Regions from separate parts of the Oncorhynchus mykiss genome. Here region 1 is linked to region 2. Evidence: chromatin contacts called from public Hi-C data. All regions are on one chromosome and are shown on one strand. The core of a region is the stretch at or near the end of the contact, and the rest is flanking DNA. Distances in the headings are between cores, read along the strand shown.

The links. Hi-C and Micro-C count contacts between places; a contact is called where the count stands out from the background.
Region 1: a Hi-C map of liver shows a contact between it and region 2, with 7 times the contacts expected there. A contact is called at or near these places in 3 of 3 Hi-C or Micro-C datasets (blood and liver).

What each region holds. Positions count from the first base shown.
Region 1 is chr5:47,660,166-47,666,446 of USDA_OmykA_1.1, forward strand. LOC110523973 (CBP80/20-dependent translation initiation factor) reads right to left here and starts at 2,503. Exons shown (of 14, transcript XM_021603172.2): 1 at 2,301-2,503.
Region 2 is chr5:47,623,699-47,630,733 of USDA_OmykA_1.1, forward strand. It overlaps LOC110523973 (CBP80/20-dependent translation initiation factor), which reads right to left. Exons shown (of 14, transcript XM_021603172.2): 6 at 6,669-6,773; 7 at 6,407-6,499; 8 at 5,990-6,065. Among protein-coding and RNA genes, the nearest start is that of LOC110523973, 35 kb to the right of the region's middle.

The sequences.
Region 1 (6,281 bases), core at 1,253-3,752, 34 kb after region 2:
ATTGCAGCCACAAGGTCCTTTTGACGCTGCACTCGCGTAACAGGTGGTCAGCCTGCCACGCAGTTTCCTCATGGATTGCAATGTAATCGGCATCCAAAAAGCCTGATTACCAATTGTTATGAAAACTTGAAAATCGGCCCTAGTTAATCGGTTGACCTCTAGTGTGCACTATAATGGGGTGGGTTGTGCTGATAGACAGGCTTGATTCATGACAACAACCCAGATGGAATTGCCTATGATTAAAAAAAGTTATTTAATCTAACATATGCAGGTAATTCAAGATCGATATTTTGATGTGCAACCTATAGAATCCAGAATGATCAGATTTATTTTGGGTTCTTCAGAGATGGATTTGCCGACATCTTTGTGCATAGGCCCAGGCTATATTATTAGCCTTTTCACCGCCTAAGGAAGTGTGAACTCAAAACACTTAGCAGGTATGCCAACTAAATATGACATTGTTGCTAGATAGCCATGTAGACTAATTGATTAATTGATCAGTAAATGTAATGCCCTACAAAACTTTCCAGTGCTAGGTCTAGGCTACTTAAGTGAAAATGGAGAGCTCTGCGGGCACTTCAAAACCATACTACATAGCTTACTCTGGTTGTAAAGTGGTGCCATGAACCAATATACATTAAATACACACAGAAAGCTGTGACTGCTGTCTAACTAGATCAGTAGCTGCTTTGAAAACGTTATTTTTCCACAATTGCATTTTGAACAATTGTCATATGCTGGTCATATTGTCATATGAGTGAAGAGGGGCTTGCACACACAGCAGCCGACAATAAAACAGGGACAGGCAGATACTTTTATAGCAGGAATCATAATGCATAGGTTATTACTGTTGACCAGTGGTTTTCGAACAAACAGAACAAAATCCCCGAAAATTATGAGCTAAGCAAAAAACTTTGGTAAGAGGAGGGCAAGGTGAGTAGGTTAATTTTCAGTTTATTGTCCTAGCTTTATGTTAACACCCTAAGGTCGATGTCCACACCCCAGTGGAAATCTAATTTGCATAAGACTGTTAAGTGCCAAAGGGCACTTAATAAGAGCACATGTAAAATAAATATATATATATATGTTTGTATTCTCTCTCTTTTTTTTTTATCATGTGCTCTTATTAAGTGCCCTTTGGCACTTAACAGTCTTATGCAAATTCGATTTCCACTGGGGAAATATATAGTATGTATTATTATTATTTATTTTTTTGCCCTTATTAAGTGCCCTTTGGCAACAACAAAAAAATCAAAAGGAAGTTTGTTCTGAAGTGTCTGTCATACATACATACAATATATATATTGACAGACACTTCAGAACAAACTTCCTTTTGATTTTTTTTGTGTGTGTGTGTGGGGGGGGGGGGGGGGGGGGGGTGTCTACCTGTTATTCAGCGCGTTTGTATGGGCTAATACCAGTATGGCCAAATAAATATGGATCCTTTATTTTTTATATTTAGCTAAAATTCTAAGCCTAATTTCTGTTTGTGACAAAACAAGCAGTGTAGATAATCCGTGTACCATCTTAACCACTGAAATATATTTTCAATAACCAAAAATATAGTATTTTCAGGTGTTTGAAGCTGGTGTACAAAATCAAAAGTAAAAGACTCAAAAACTAAACTTAAGGAGAAGCGTAGAAAATGGCGCAAACAACAGATCTACCGCGTCTTAGACTTGCTTTCAATGACACAGATCTAGAACTACATTTATATGTGAACTTGCTCGGGTTGAACCAAAAAGTTCGATACTGCAGCGACCATAAGAATCGACTAGCTGTGTAGCTAGCTAGTTAGCAACTACTAACGTCTCCGCTGGGACAACACTTAGCAGATGGTTTGAGAGTAACACATGCTCGCTAGCTAATAATAACAACAACAACAACAAAAAAACGTATTTTCGATATGGAATCTTTTTCAGTGTGTTTTATTTTACCGGACGCGTGCCTCATGTTGACTATCAGAAAAAAAATAATGACCACACATCTGTCCGGCCTCGGGCGCCATCACGCTAGTTAACGTTACCTACGTTAGTTTAATTCATGCTCAAACCCCAACGTTGCCTACTGTCATAACTTTTAAGTTTACAAGCCAGTCACAGCTTTCTGTCGAGCCACAATCAGTTGAAATGTCTTTCATAATCATAATTTAGCCACACCATGTCTCAGGCAGCGAAAACATGCACAACATTGGATCTGATCACACACCGTACCTAGCTTTAGACCAACACTCAACTGGCAAACATTATTTCAGCTAGATAGCGAAAGTTAAAACCATTTACAGAAAACAATATCCTCACCCAGATATTGGATTCGGACGGCTGGGGAATCCGGGATCACCTCCTGATATTAAACCCACTGTGTCATGGGTATATTTCTCGAGAGAGAAACGTATTCGGAAGGAAAAGATTACGCTCCCAGACACACAAGCAGGGGAAACGCATGAATGTGACGTTTAGTCCGGTTTGCTCGCAGGACATGTGTACGTGGAGGCTTGGATTCTGGGAGCTGGAGTTCTAGTGAGACATCGCAGTCTTGTTGAAATGTATATATGTTGTAATGATACAGGCTTATACAGACATTTTAGAAGGATATATGAGGTTATTGGGGGACATTTGATGTGTTTTATTATTTCTGAAGTCAATTTCAGTATATTGATGTTTTTTATTGTCCCTGTGCTGTGTTTTATCTAGGCCTATTCTAATGCTATTACGGTACAAATTATCCACTGTTCAAATGTTTATTTAAATTTTATTTCATACAATTTATATTTTTGTGTTTAAATAGATTCGAAGGTACGGACCTTCTCATGCAACAGCCTGCGTTGTTATACAATAGACTGTACCATTTATTGTTATCTATAAATAAAATCAAACAACAACCATGTTTTAAGACAAGGAGTTTTTGCTTTGTTATGGTGTTAATTGATTTGAGCGCAGTGATGGGTTTTTATCTGTGTGTCCAACGAAGTAACTCAAGCAGAGAGAATCTCTTTGTGGTGTATGTAGCAAATGGCATGTATTGTATTTTTACTTAAGTCCACAAGTGACCCCTTGTGGGTACTGGATGAAATACAACTTTTGCAATCATGATTGTGCAACGACATTTTAATCAGGCAGTGTAAATGTATAGGTAACTGCCAAAGTAAAGGAAATACTTGAAATGGAGGATACAAAGGAAATTGAAAGCAGGTGCTTCCACACAGGTGTGTTTCCTAAGTTAATTAACATCCCACCATGCTTATTTATAAAAATGCCCAGTTGGCCACCATGGCTAGAAGAAGAGATCTCAGTGACTTGGCTAGAAGGGGTCTCAAAGGAGCATAGGGGTTTAATGTGTGTGTGTGTGTGTGTGTGTGTGTGTGTGTGTGTGTGTGTGTGTGTGTGTGTGTGTGTGTGTGTGTGTGTGTGTGTGTGTGTGTCTCAGTCACTAGATCTCAACCCAATTGATCACTTAGGTGAGATTCTGGAGTGGTGCCCGAGACAACGTTTTCCACCACCATCAACAAATCACCAAATAATTACATTTCTCGTGGAAGAATGGTGTAGTATCCCTCCAATAGAATTCCAGACACTTGTAAAATCTATGGCAAGGTTAATTGAAGCTGTTCTGGCTGCTCGTGGTGGCCCAACGCCCTATTTAGAAACGTTATGTTGTCCGCTGCAATGTAGCTTCTGGAATCATTCAACCAAACTGCTTTTATAGAATACTGAAACAGATTAAATTCACAGGTTGACTGGTCATCACATATTTTCATGAACCTCTGAATTTGTGACATTACCATATTTAGTGTGTAGACAGCACCTTATGCTTCCAGATGAGAGGAAGAAAAGTTGTGTAAAAAAAAAAAGATACAAGTAACATGTCTTACAGCCAAGGGAGATGGTGGGAAGGTGATGCTGGACAACTGTCTTTATGGGGAAGTCAGGTGTTTAATTTACTGCAAGGTGTCAGTCGATTTTAATATACAAATGGATCCAGAAAATACAAATACAAAATACAAAAGCTATATAAATCTGTCTATCAAACACTTTTAGAGTGAACTACAGCTATTAGATTTAGGCCTATAGAACCCCACAGTGGAGGTGTCATAATACCCATAAAACCTAGTGGTCAAACAGGAAAAAAACTGTTTTTCCACCATTGATTTTCCCATAGGGGATTTTAGAAACACTTCAAATATGGGCTGTGTTTTGTTTAAGCTGACCCTGGCGTGACATTTTGATAACCATGTAAATCTCTCTTGGACAAGGTGAGTTTTATTAACACGTCCGGCTCTATTTACTCTCAGTTTTAAAAATGCTAATGGCATCAAAGTAGACATCATGCAAAACTACAAATCCCTGCAAGCCCCTGCACATCATCTCTAGCTGACACCTTTGCTATCAATTGACAGAATTGTCCATTTAAAGAAATGTAGCCTATTTATTCATTACTACATTTAGCTAACATGGTATCAAATACATCAAACATATAGTTTCCAGGTCTTTGATGCCATTCCATTTGCTCCTTTCCGGCCATTATTATGAGCTGTTCTCCCCTCAGCAGCCTCCACTGGTATATCACAGATTTAAACTCATAACCATGGCATGACGTTCATAAATCCCTTGCCATAGAACAAAAAAGTGTATACAATTCATCAACTCAAAATATTACAAAGCTCAGTGCATACATATTCTCAAAATAACAAACAGGGAGAAACCCCTGAGCCAACATCAGAGCCTCCTAACTGGGTATGAACCAATGGGCGCGTTTGAGCAGATCACTTTAGTCAAGTCGGTGGCTGTCGTAGAAATGACCATCAAGGACTCAAAGTCGAAGTTAAATGAATAGATCTTTATTATTACCGGGAGAGGTTACAGCAAACTTAATACTCAAAGTACAAGTCTGTCAGAAGCTCTGAAGGGATGTTCTCCCTTCAGCAGTCTTTATGCTCATGCTCAAATTGATCATGACCTTGCACACATTGTTACTTTGGCCCAACGCCTAGAAACTATGTATTCCATTCCTTCTGTTCACCTATCAGTCCCCTCCCTGAGAGCAGTCACAGAACATCCTAACACAAAAACAAGAAACAATACGCTATATGTAGTCACACATTTTGGAGACACACAGAGGACAAAAAACATTTCCACTACACTCCCTCCTTTTATCCAAATATGTGATAACACATTTTTCTTTGACTTCTTAACATACATTCAGTCTATCATCAGGAGTGCATTTAGTAAATACTGATTCTTACATGTAATAGGCATAACAATAGACAAAAATCTGTCTTCATATTTGATCCTTTTTCCATTACCCTTTGCATTAGAAGGTTGCTATCGTTTAACAACCTAACTTAAAACCCTCAGGTACTTAATCAAGCATGGATACTAACTAATTATTGCATATTATCATCCATTATAGGGGGAAATGGGAGTTTCTGGAGAGACAGCAAGTTATCAGTATCACCTTCTTTAGTACATGACAGTTGCTGAGACTTGAGTTGCCAGGGAAGCACAAATGGCCTTACAACAACAAAGCAAAATGGTTAAACACATTAAACAAAATATTCCAGCTATCACCCACTGAGCTATCTGGGAGCCCCAAGCTCCAAAGAGGCCTTGCAGCCAACCAGTAAACACCCACTCTAATTTCCCAGAATGAGACTTTTCAACAGTGGCAATGTAGTTAGCAAGATCAGTCACATTTGATGACACATCTGGGACAAAATTCCAGCATTTATCGCCAGTACCTCCTTGACCAGACAATAAGTAGTTAAGTGCCTCCCTGTTTTGCAGGGTGACCTTGCTGAGTGCTTTCACTTCCTCGTTCAGAGCAATCAAGGTGTCTCTAGTAGCATTTTCCGTTTTCTCAACTTTAATAGTCAAATTTCGAATTTGATCTAAGGCACATGCAACTCCATTTTGGGGCAGCTAAACACCAGCGAATCGGGAGGAGGTTTGCACCTTAGTGGCATCTGCAAAGGATCGCTTATTAAAACGAGGGGTCGGCTAATGATATTCCCTGAACAGAACCCTCAATTCTGTTGCAGTTTTTCCAAGGACTCTCATGGCCGGCACCACAAACCCAACAATACACTTCCCTCCCAAATTAGGTGGTAAACTATAATAAGAAAATCGGCCACACAACCAATAGGTACCATTTGGGCCTCCTTGCAATATACAGTGCCTTGCGAAAGTATTCGGCCCCCTTGAACTTTGCGACCTTTTGCCACATTTCAGGCTTCAAACATAAAGATATAAAACTGTATTTTTTTGTGAAGAATCAACAACAAG
Region 2 (7,035 bases), core at 3,448-5,947:
CCATCCCATCCACGCAGCTCCTCTAGTCTCCCTCCATTCCTCCCATCTCTCTCATCTCAAATCAGGCCAGTGTGGTTTGTCTGGTTTCCAGTCTCATAAATACAGGGGAAGGAGGATGACCCAAAATGGGGATCGGGGAGCCATGGCGTGCAGGATATCCAGTGTGCGTCCCAAATGGCAAACTATTCCCTTTAGTGCACTACTTCTGACCAGGCTCCATAGGGCTCGGGTCAAATGTAGTGCAGTATAAAGGGAATAGGGTGCCCTTTGGGACACAACCCAGGCCTAGCTCCCACTCCCACAGGGGAGGTACCTCCACAACAGCCACTGACTGACTGACTATTATGATGCAATTGTCCTGGGTCTGGCCAACCAATAAGATGCTCAGGATCAGACCACCAGAGGTGATGATTATGGAGTAGAAAGTGTTGATACTCAAAGTCCCAGATGTCTTACATTCATTCATGAACTTGTATGCATTGTTAAATGTCAAATAATATTGATGTATATAATATTGAGGTTTGGAGTATAAAGACCCAAATAAAGAACTAATAAATGAATCCATTCACACACAAACATGGCAGCGGGGAAAACAACAGTGATTGAGTTTGAGTGCCAAATACATTGTGTGTGTGTCTGTATACACATCTCCTCCAGAGCCAGTTCCCTGATCCCTAAAAGCAGTTCTTCTGTGGTCGGTCACTGGGAGCAGAACGGAGGCTCTCTGCTCTCCCTCTCTGACAGACAATGGCAGGAAAAGGGAGTAGGACGGGGCTGCTCGCCGCACTGACCTCCACATTGTTCTACTGTGGACGTGAAGGAGGACAAAAATGGAGGAGGGAGCAGACCCAGGCAGGCCTGTGTTACATACCGACCCCAGTTAGAGTCATGAATGCTAGCTGGCTGGCTGCACCGAAGACTCCTGCTCCGGTGCACGTAGACCGGGGGGGCCAGCCAGTCTGAGGAGACGTCTTTGGTCTGGCCCTCTGGTCGCTTTGTTCAGCAGGAAGGGGACGGAGCGGATGTGTCCTCAGTAACTCTGTGGGCCCGGCTCGGCCACCCCCGGTCAGCCCGCCAGGCCCCTACTGACTGGCTCAGTACCAAAGCACCACCAGAAAGAGAATGTGCAGGAGGGTAAGCCTCAGCCTGGTGCCAGATTAGTTTGTGTGGTCTTGTCAACTCCTATGGTCATTGACATGACAATGACCATAGGAAGTGGCAAAACAGGAAAAAAGTGATCTGGGACAAGGCAATCAGCCTTCCTCCCTCCTGGGAAAACAACCAGCTCCACTGAGACAGAGGCAGAAGACAGGGGAGGAAACCTACAGTTAATCTACTATAAACTCACACTGCATCTCAGTGCAAGAGGCGTCACTGTAGTCCCTGGTTCGAATCCAGGCTGCATCACATCCGGCCGTGATTGGGAGTTCCATAGGGCGGCGCACAATTGGGCCAGCGCCGTCCAGGTTTGGCCGGGGTAGGCCGCCATTGTAAATCAGAATTTGTTCTTAAAATGACCTGCCTAGTTAAATAAAAGGTAAAAAAATAAAAATGAAAAAAATAAAAATCACCCTGATGTTGACCAACATTAGTTTAGTCTTCTTCAGGGGTCAGCCAATTTCCATCAGGCTTGGGTTGATAAGACCATTGAGAGTTAATGAATGAGAACAAATGGAGCGACGGACATGAGCGCACACAGGACATGAGCACAAACACGCTTCCACGCAAAGCACGCGTCCTTGCTCAAACACACTCGAGTCAGCTGATCACATTTTTAGAATGTGGTGTGTTGTATTTCTCATCTCCTAATATTCAGTTCTTGAGACATTGTTTACACCCGAAATATGTAGTACCTGTCCCGTTCACCTTCTGCACGTCGGCCATTTAAGGTTATTTTATCGAGTGTCAGCGGAAAGTTTTTAGGACATACCAATGACATTAACACATGCTAATAATAGCTAAATAGCCGGAGAGCGAAATATCTAGCCAGGATACAAGCTATCTAATTAAGAGTCGGTTGTCTATCATTATTTTATAGGCTACCTGTTGCTGCAATGTCTCCCTTGCTCTCCGTCACCAACTGAGCATTCGCATTGGCACACATACTATATGCAGGTGATGCACATACAGTACACACGGAGACATGCTCTGAAGGATCATTCTGATCATGGCTGATATGTCGATTTTTTTATATGATTGCCACAATATTTATAACGTTTGCCTCAAATTAATTACATGAACCCATTTTTAAACGCATTTCCATGACTTTTCTGATTGTATTATTTTTTTGAGGCCTGGAATACACAATTTCCAAATTGCCATGATTTTTTTCCAGGATTTATGACCGAACGAATCCTGAACAGGGCAACTAGATGTTGTTAGGGTACTAAAAATGTACATATTTACAGACACAATCTTCTGTCCTACCCAGTACCACACACACACACACACACACACACACACACACGAGTCACAGACATGGTTTCATTTCATAGACAGACCCATGCATGACAACACATCACACCAAATTCAGTTGTGTGGATGGGTTGTGTTGTTGACATGCATGCTCAGGATGCCCCAGAGCACCCAGATGTATAGGCCTGTCACAATAACACATATCCTGTTGACATCAGCCGCCAAAAGCACACATAGTTGTGTATGTCACAACAGCACGTCTTCTGTTGACATCATCTGCCCAATGACTGAGCTGTCCATCTGTCACTATAAACTATGGGAACATGAGAGGGGTCCCTGCCATGTCCTGCTCTTAAAGCTGACCTGATGTAAACCATCTCTGCTAGGGTAAGGGTGGGTGGGACCACATGACACACACCCACTCCCAGTGTAAACTATGTCAGGAGCGGGAATGAGGAGCGGGAAAGGGCTTGACTCATCTTTAATGAAGCACGTCTCACTCCAGCCCCAGGGATTCATCCAGCAAGAATCTAACCTGTCTACACTGTCATCGTAACACAGGCGCTAGGGTCGGGAGGGGTGTGTGTGTGTGGAGCAATCAGCTGCATTCCAGGGAAGCTAGCAGGGCTCCCGAGGGACATGTCTTGCAGAGATGTTCTCCCTCTCACCCCTCTCTCTCGGAAGTGACTGAGGAAGTGGTGGAAGAGAGGGGGGTTGTGGGTTACGTATTCTCTTGGCCCAGACTACCCCCCTAGAGTCTAAAGGGTGAAGACTGTGGAAGTGGTAGGTCACTGTTGACTAACTGGTCTAGTCAGTGTTACATTGACACACAGAGTTCTGTCTGCACAGAGTGTCCCTGTTCCCCATTGCATTGCACTCAGGGCCAGTTTCAGACATTATGCCTACATCAGGGTTGTGTTCAGTAGGGCACTCGGAAGCAAAAACGTTTCGCAACAGACCAAAATCTGTGTTGCTATTGGATGATGTCAGGTAGTACCTCACTGTTCCAAAACATTTAACAGTTTATCCCTACTGAACACTGCCAAAGCTGCACATATGACTAGCCCTACTCCTATTCATGATTCTGATTGGCAGGACGTACACAATATCTAACCACACACACAAACATGACACCGACTACCTTTCACCATCAGGGAGACAAAGTGGAACAAACATACAGTAAGCTTCCTTCCCACGCCAGCAGCACGTCAGTCTCATTCCAAAACATTAGATTTGTTGCTTTTCAGTCATTCTGATTTAGACTTGTGTGTTTTGGATCATTGTCTTACTGCATGACCCAGCTGCGCTTCAGCTACCACCACCATGCTTGACCGTTGGTATGAGGTTCTTACTGTGGAATGCAGTGTTTGGTTTTCGCCAGAAATGACAGCATCCATATTGTCCAAAAAGTCAACTCTAGTTTGCCAAAACTAGCACCTGGATGATCGTCAAGACTCCTGGAAGAATGTTCTATGGACAGGCAAGTCAAAAGGAACTTTTTTGACGACATGGGTCCCATTATTCCTGCCGAAAACCAAACACTACATTCCACATTTAGAACGTCATACCAACAGTCAAGCATGGTGGTGGTATTGTGAGGTATGGGGAAGCGTTGCTGCCTGGACGACTTGCCATCATCAAAGAAACCATGAATTCTGCTCTGCATGAGATCATTCTAAAAGGAGAATGTCAGGCCATCCGTCCGTAAGCTGAAGCGCAGCTGGGTCATGCACCAAGACAATGATTCAAAACACATATGAAAGTACATCAGAATGACTGAAAAGAAGCACATTTAAAGTTTTGGAATGGCCTACTCAATGTCCAGACCTTAACCCGATTGAGATGTGACAGGACCTGAAACGAGCAGTTCATGCTCGAAAACCCACAAATGTCACATAGTTAAAGTGGTTCTGCATGGAAGAGTGGGCCAAAATTCTTCCATACAGGAAGTGTTCGGTTGCAGGCATTACAGCGAAAGGTGGCACAACCAGTTATTGAGTGTAATGGAGCAATTACTTGTTTACACAGGGGCATTTGATGTTGAATAACTTTGTTAATAAAATAAAAATAATTATCTAAATGTTATTTGTTCACTCGGGTTCCCTTGATCTAATATTAGGTTTTGATTGAACAAAAAATATGCAGAGAATAACAGAAAGGTGGAAATATCTTTTCACGGCATTGTACACACATAGCTCCGGTCAATCACAGAGGATTAGAGGCCTGGCGTGGTCTGCTGCTATATTTAGTTAGGTTATCAGTGAGGTAAACCCAGGGACTGACTGGCTGGTCCTGGTCACAGGATCCTAGCAGGGGACAATAGAGAGCTCTATGTGGCTGAGTTACTAAGACCAACAGAGGGCAATTGGCATCAAACCCACTGAATGTCACTATTGACAAACACTGTGAGGGAAACAGGACTGGCATTGCCAGGTCTCATGATAAATAGTATCAGGCACTGCAGAGTAGAGGAAGCATGATCATAAACACTCATATTCAGTCATCTTGAGGAGGTACTGTCTTCGGTCTATTTTCTACTTTTTTGGCTATGATTTGAGTTTTACTTTCAGGGTCATCTGCATCCTTGCAGTCACAGTTCCTTCCCTTATGTTGTTGTGGGGAATCTGTGTATTTTAGAATGCAGTCGGGCAAAGGAGACGGTGGTCACAATGAAACGATAACAATAGCCTGGAGACTTGCTTGGCCTGGCGTCATGGCTGGCTGGCTGGCAGGGCTGTGACGTGGGCAGCGGTGGGGGGGGGGGTGTCCTGCCCTGTCCTCATGACCCTCCAGTGCCCCTGTGCCAACATCCTGCCCGTCAGCAGACCACTGCAGAGCAGACAAACCCGACTGGCACACAGTGACGCAGTACTGTAGACATGCAAGACCCAACCTAGTTGTATCTGTATCCTATTCCTGCCAGCAATAACTGCCCCTTGGGATGATTCAGGTTTACTGAATTGCATTGTTTTACAGTTATATTGGCTACAGAGCTAAAGAAAATTACACCCCCATCTTGGTCTTTAGGGATGTGTTCTATTTAGGGTTTTCAAGCGTTAGTAAGATAGATACAGAGATCCAGGAAAGGTTAAGTCTCATCAGCACTACAGTGCATTATGATGAGGATGGATGGAACTTACCTTGAAACTACCACAGGGTGGCAGTAAAGGGACAATATTTCACCACTAGTAGTCACTCCACTCACACAAGAATACTCAAAACCTTTCTTTCACTAAAGTACGGTTGTTCAATCTTCTAACCATCAGGTGGAGCTCCCTACCAACAAGTAGGTTTATGGTCTTGATAGAAAGCAGAAAGAGGATTTTTATTTATTTATAAAAATGTTAACCTTTATTTAACTTGGCAAGCCAGTTAAGAACAAATGCTTATTACAATGACGGCCTACTGGGGAACAGTTCAGGGGCGGAACGACCGATTTTTACTTTTTCAGCTCGGGGATTCGATCCATCAACCTTTCGGTTACCGGCCCAATGCTCTAACCTCTAAGAGATAGAGATAAAGATTGAGTCTTCTATCTACAGAAGAGGATAGAGATAGAAGATCGGTAACTTACGGTAAGGCCTGGCAGGAACTGCTCCATGTCGTTCAAGTTGATCCCATCATCATATTCAAACTTGCCTTTCATCATCCTGAAAGACAGAAACAGACACACGGATGGAGACAGGATGAACAGGTGTGGTAGATTGGGCTCTGATAGGGACTTCCTTATACAGTGGGCTGTGGCTCATTCTCAGTTCATCTTTCCCCCATTCCTCACATCCTCTTTTCTCACCTCCATCTCAAAACTCATTGGAGAAGAAGGTTTGAGGGGCGGGACCTTGGATCTTCTCCAATATGGTTGAGAAGGATGTGAGGATAGGTTGTGAGGAATCGTGGAAAGACTCATTGAGATTGAGCCTATATGATAACCCAGTACTGAGGCTGAGAGAACTGGGGAAGGAAGAGTCTAGCAGAGGCTACAGACACCTACAGTTCTAAGTAGTAATGGAATGGACCAGCATCATCATTGTCATGTTTATCCCATGGAAGAGGATCAATGGGAGGGATGTATGGGCTTTCAGATCTGCAAAGAGGAAACATTGAAGGGTTAGGGCCAAGGGAAAATGGCGAGAAAGTAGCGAGTGAATTAGGAGTGACCATGAGTGACCATGTTCCTCTATGTTCAAGTCAAGGAGCCTTTGGACAGGAGCCTTTTATTTAATTTTTTTAATTGAGGCTGAAGATGCACTGACCCCTCTCTGTCGATTTGTGGAAGGTGCTTTGGTGTTCCCCGGAAGGGTTTCCTGTGGAACTGGCTGAAGTCCAGCTTCTCAGGCTGGAGGTCCCATGTTGCCCCCCTACAAAAACAACACAACTTAGGTGAGGAAGATGACATGACAGTTAATACACTCAGGCTGGATGCCCAACTACAATACAGGACAGGACGAGGTCTGTTAATAGCAGGAAAGACACCCACTGTTCTTAGAGCATCCACTCAGAGCATAAACTGGGAAGTCTCCATTTCCTGTCTCCAGAACATCACTAACTCCATCTACTCTACCATCTGCCCACTTCTCTAAGCCCCCAAAACAAGGGGGCTTAGACATGTGATCATCATTT